Linked DNA regions of Acanthopagrus latus: region 2 is linked to region 1. Evidence: chromatin contacts called from public Hi-C data. All regions are on one chromosome and are shown on one strand. The core of a region is the stretch at or near the end of the contact, and the rest is flanking DNA. Distances in the headings are between cores, read along the strand shown. Region 1 holds the start of igf2b (insulin-like growth factor 2b). Region 2 holds the start of mrpl23 (39S ribosomal protein L23, mitochondrial).

The links. Hi-C and Micro-C count contacts between places; a contact is called where the count stands out from the background.
Region 2: a contact with region 1 is called in a Hi-C map of muscle, with 9 times the contacts expected there. The contact joins the promoter of mrpl23 here to the promoter of igf2b in region 1. A contact is called at or near these places in 4 of 4 Hi-C or Micro-C datasets (liver and muscle).

Annotation. Positions count from the first base shown.
Region 1 is chr8:3,558,384-3,561,083 of fAcaLat1.1, reverse strand. igf2b (insulin-like growth factor 2b) reads right to left here and starts at 1,364. Exons shown (of 4, transcript XM_037107026.1): 1 at 1,129-1,364; 2 at 1-95. The coding sequence starts at 1,203. LOC119024335 (a long non-coding RNA gene) reads left to right here and starts at 127. Exons shown (of 4, transcript XR_005076450.1): 1 at 127-815; 2 at 2,305-2,445.
Region 2 is chr8:3,688,659-3,691,511 of fAcaLat1.1, reverse strand. mrpl23 (39S ribosomal protein L23, mitochondrial) reads left to right here and starts at 1,421. Exons shown (of 5, transcript XM_037107493.1): 1 at 1,421-1,575; 2 at 2,660-2,782. The coding sequence starts at 1,556.

The DNA of each region.
Region 1 (2,700 bases), core at 115-2,614:
CCACACAGCGTCTCCGCCGAGGCCACCTCCACCACGTAGAGCGTCAGGGCCAGTGCAAAGAGCAGCGCGCGACTGGACGAGGACATCTTCTTGACCTGCAGACACACACACACACACACACACACACATGCACACACACAGCATCTGGTCAACAAATGCAAACATTACAGAAGTGATGACATTGATTTAAAAAAAAAAAAAAAAAACACATGAAATTTTTTTTTAAAAAAAAATCTTCTGAGTAATAAATCCCAGATGACAGCCAGATGTTGGATCCAGACTTTACGCATTGTACAAGATGTACGACTTCCACAGTTAGGTGCTGTTTCTACGTATTGATGTATTGACCTACTAACTGCGTAAAACAAATGATGGCATATGTCCACCTCCCCCCCTCTCTCTCCCCCTCCCTGCCTCTCTCCCTGCCTCCCCCCGTCACCGTTATCAGCCGCTGTCACTGTGTCGCACCTGGGAGAAGTGCTTATTCTGGAGGAAAAACCGAGACGGTATCTCTGCCTTACGCGCTCTTACACAACTCTCCAGAAAGTTGCGAGACCGGCTGCTCGATAGTTAACTATCCGAAAGGCCAGACTCAGCATTTATTTTCCCCTTGCTCACCCTGGGATGAGCTCACTGACCCTCAGACCTACCGCCCCCTATCTGCCGACAGAAAAGACCAGCTGTTTGCTGCTCCAGAGAGTCCAGAGAACGGCGCGCCATCAAGAATCCCAACAGAAAGAGAACAGAAATAAAAACCAAAAACATCACACGAAATAAAACACCCCTGAAACTCTGCTCTCCTCCTTCCCTATCAGGTAACCTGTTGCACGAATGCTTCCCAGCTCTCCATGTCACGTCTGCATCCTCAACTTTCTCTCTGCTGCATGCGAATTAAAAGAGATGTCCAAACAGGGGAGAAAAAAAGAGAGAAAAAATGATGCGATCAGTGCATCTGCTCAGCCCGGAGGAGTGTTTTTTTTCTTTCTTTTTTTTGTATATGTGTCTCACTCGCACAGCACGAGAGAAAAAACCTGGTTACAACCCCGTCAGACGTCTGTCAAGACCCGCACGGCACAAAAAAAAAAACAAAAAAACCGGCGCATGAAACTATTTGTTCCCTCTGGTTACCTTCATTCTGCTGCTCTCCGTCCTCCGGCAGGTGTGGCAAAGTGAGTGGCGTCCGTGTCTTTGCTGGGTCTCCATGTCAGATGGCAGTAGTCAAAAACGTCGGGAGGGGTTGGTTGGGAGGGGGGGTGGTTATTTGGTTTCGGAGAGATTGCAGGTGAGTTAGTTTCCCAGTTGGTGCGGCTGAGATGATGTGTGAGAGGCTGTCCCAAAGACCAGGCGACAGAACAAAACTTCTCAGGGAGAGGTATTATATACCAAAACACGCCCCTTACTTCCACACCCCACCCCTCGCTCCTCCTCTTCACGGCTGGTAAAAAAAAAAAAATGGTCCAGAGACGTTTTATGGAAAAGTGCTTAAAGGGAGAAAAGGCACAAAAAAAAGGGGGGAGAGAAAAAAAAAGGAGAGGGAGAGAGTGAGAGTCACAAAATATGGAACAATTCCATAGGCATTTTCCACGTTTACGCACTGTAACCTACAATCACAATGTTTACACACAGGGACGCTGACAAGAACAAGAATAGACGTAATTCCTCAGACTCCAAGAAAAATGTCAATGTCTCCGCCCTGCTGTAATTAAGATGAGCGTTCAGGAGGGGAAGGAGTGTGGCTGAGGTGCTGGAGGAGAAGAGGAGGAGGAGGAGGAAGGGGGGGTTTGCTCTTGACTCAGGTGGAGGTGTTAGTCACAGAGGTCAGGGGCTCCACCTGAAGGGGAGCGTGAAGCGGGGTTGATCCAGGAGGAGGATGCAGCAGCAGCAGCAGCACTGACTGACTGACAGACTGCAGCAGGAATATCAAGTGTCAGTGTAAAGAAATGCTGCATCATGTGATGAAGAGGCAGGAGGAAGTGATGAAGAAAAGAGATGACGTTGTGCTTTCTCACACTGAGCTGAGCATTAATATTAATAACACAGCAGATCAGTGAGTCCTGCAGGGACTGGAGGTGCTGAGGGTCCCGTGAAAGGACGAGGAGGGCGACAGAAATGATAAAAACTCAGATTAAAATTGTGTCACAGTGTGAAAGTAAGCTGTGTTTCTGTGTGAGACTGAAGGAGGGCGCCCTTATATAAGTGAGTGTTGTGCTGGAGGTTGAGGATGTGGACCGTGTCCTCAGACTCACACTGACACCTAGTGGTCTGGGTGCTGAACCTCTGCTTGTTTTGTCTCTTGGCTCTCAGCTCTGCAGGTTTTGGGGGGACCAGGGACCCGGTCCACAAGCTGCCCACCGTCCGGACGAGCTCCCCGAGGTTTTATCCTCTCAGGTCAAGGACAGTTTCCATCCTTTGTTGTCTTCTAACAGCGAGTACAAAGAGGTGGAGGTGAGCTTGTATGTGATATTAATGGGCACTATTATCTTTAAACACAGTGACAGAGAGCACATAGAGTCATGTGGTGCAGTATGTTAGAATTTTAGTTGAAAATGCTCAGAAATGAACAGCAGAATGTGAAGAAATGACAGTTTTTCATGTTGAAGTTAGCGATGCTAACCAGCTAGCCCCAGCCCGGCCCAAAAGCTCCCGGTCTGGACCGCTGGCTGCACAGGTCCGAGGTTCTGTATCGACACATTGTCAACC
Region 2 (2,853 bases), core at 172-2,671, 130 kb before region 1:
TCTATGAATCTCCAGTACACTCTCATATCAGCTGTCAGATGAACCCGTTCCAAAGCAACGAACAAGTAAACAACCAATGAACTGGTGGTAGAGAATATTTGATTGGCTAAGAAAGTGGCTAAAAACTCCGCTGAACAACTGTCGGGACAGCAGGACATTCTGACAGCGTTTGATAAATACCTGCAGCAACTGGTAAACATTACAACAACTGCATAATAATCAAATGCCTAACTGCCATACACACACACACACACACACACACACACACACACACACACACACACACACACACACACACACACACACACACACACACACACACTCCATGGCATCTTAACTGATGGAAACTTCCCTCCCTGGCTGTCACTGTGGTCCATTTCCTGCCAGGTCTGAACCAGCTGAGCCAGAGACTCATGTTCCACTCAGGGGGCCTTCAATCATTCTTACCCCCGCTGCAGGCACACCGTAGTGGGTGTGAGGTCAGGTCAGACTCTGGGGCACAGGGTCTGCAGGAGACATGGTACGAGGTCTCCCTCTGCTGCTGTCTCATCACATGTGCCCCGAGAAAACAGCAACGGCGTTCCCAAAACGGACAGCCATTTTTTAAGAAAGGGAACTCTGTTGTTATCTAACAAGGAAATCAAAGCAGGTCCTTATATTGCACTCTGGAGTGAGTGATATAGTGTCTTAAAAAAAATAAATAAATGTCTATATATTGATACAGTATCTACCACTTCATCAATCCAGCTATAATAAATATAAACAATGTGTCAATGTCTGAATTGATTTTGTTTCAAAGGCAAAGATGTCCATATTCCGCATGTGCATATGAATAAAACACAATTTTTCAAAGTGCAAGATTAAATTAAAATTCAGGATTAATATTGAATGTGTGCAAACAAAACAAGATGTAATCCACGGTCCATCAAACACTCAACTCAGAGTACTTTGACCAGTTCTTCTGAAAATGTGGGGGAATTAATGGGTTGAGAAACACTCACATGCAGATTTACTTGGCACTGCATCATAATCAGTTTTGTCTGCTTACTGTACTCTTACTACCACTAACTGTGTCATGTGTGTACTGGTAAGAAGGTTTAAATCTTGTAATTAACAAACACCAATTGATGGCATGCCTTTAAATATAAACTAATAGTTAGATATCATCAGAATAGTGAGAAACTTCTGTGCCCCTGTCCTATATTTTTAGCCACTTTCCTCTGATTTATTACAACCTGCCTTTATAACTGGATTTCACTTGGTGGTTATTCAGATTGTAAATAATCTGTTGCTGCCTTATCGCTGAGATTAAATGGCTAAAACACATTACTTATAATAAAAATACCTACAGTGGACATGGAGTCCATTTATATAAATCCAAGCCTCTGGGCTGTGAACTTTCCTTCAAGGGCATAAAGCAAACTCCAGTGCGCCTGCGCCGTGCCAGTGCTACCGGAAGTACATCCACGCACGTGCAGCACAGCGTTTGACAACCTTGAAAAGACTACAAAACAGCTAGCTGGTAGCTTAGGGTTCACAGCAAACCGCTCCAGCGATGCCTGTAACAAGACTACTGTGAGTGTCGAGCCTTTTCTTTTCGTTTTTAGTCGTAAATAACCCCCAAAACGACGCCTCAACTAGAGACTGTATCTTTGTTATTCCGCTCTTCTGATGATTTGGGAAGCTAGCAAACACAGCTAACGTTAGCGCGTATCCGCCTCTTAGTTACCCAGCATGTGTGAATGTAGCCTTTGGTAAACGTTGTTTTCACTTATCATACACTTCTGTCGATGCGCATTGTTAGTGTTCAACTCTATAACTCACTCTTAAATGATGTTATACGACACGAACATAGCCAGCGGTGGCTAGCTATGCTACAAACAAACTGCCGTTAACGTGCAGCTAGTGTCGTAGTGCAGTAACTATGTACGTTGCTATGACAGGTTGTCGTGTAGCTGTTAATGATCGGTAGATAGTGAAGAAACTCACCTGTGTCTGTAAACACTATATCAGGGCATATTACTTGTTTTTAACGAATTCAAACACGCTCCAAGGATGAAATCTGTCACTTCAGACTAGCCCATGATGCTACATTTATAAATAATGTTTTATTTCCCGTGTCATGTCAACATTAACACCTATTTGTCAGTGATCTGATGATGAATGTATATTATTCTTGCATGACAGGCTCAAAACGAGGTTATAGGATAATTCCAGGTTCATGTAGTTTTGCTGATATCTGGGAAAAACCAGAAGCAGCAGATCAGATAAGTTATAAACAAGCACACAGTGGAACCAGGTCATCTGATAAAAGTGAAAAAGTTCTGATGAATCTGGCTCTGAAAGCACACAGACACGTTTTTGTCTAGCTGGTGAATAATAGTAGGACTGATGGCCTCCCTTAAATGTGGTCTGGCAAGGGTAATCTTAACTTCATTACAAAGCTTTCTTTTGAAACAGCTTTTTTCCCTTGTCTTCACCTTTATCATGTTTGTCAACAGACGACTATAGCATGTAAAACATAAAATTGCACTGCACACTTCAACCTGATCACTTGTGTGGCTTTAATATCTTCCAAAGTTTCAGTGTGATTTTATGAAACATTACAGGGTGTCATCAATTGATAGTGTTTGTGACAACTGTTCACCTCTTCTCTCAGATACCCTCTCTACCAGCTGGGTAACCCTCAGCTGAGGATCTTCAGACCCAACTGGTTCCTGACGCTGGTGAGACCAGGGAAGGAGCAGCCTCCTGACACTGCCCAGTTTCGCATCCCAATGGAGTAAGTTTTCGCTTACAGATTTTCACTTTACCAATAACTGCAACTGGCCAAAATAGCAACACCTTATACTG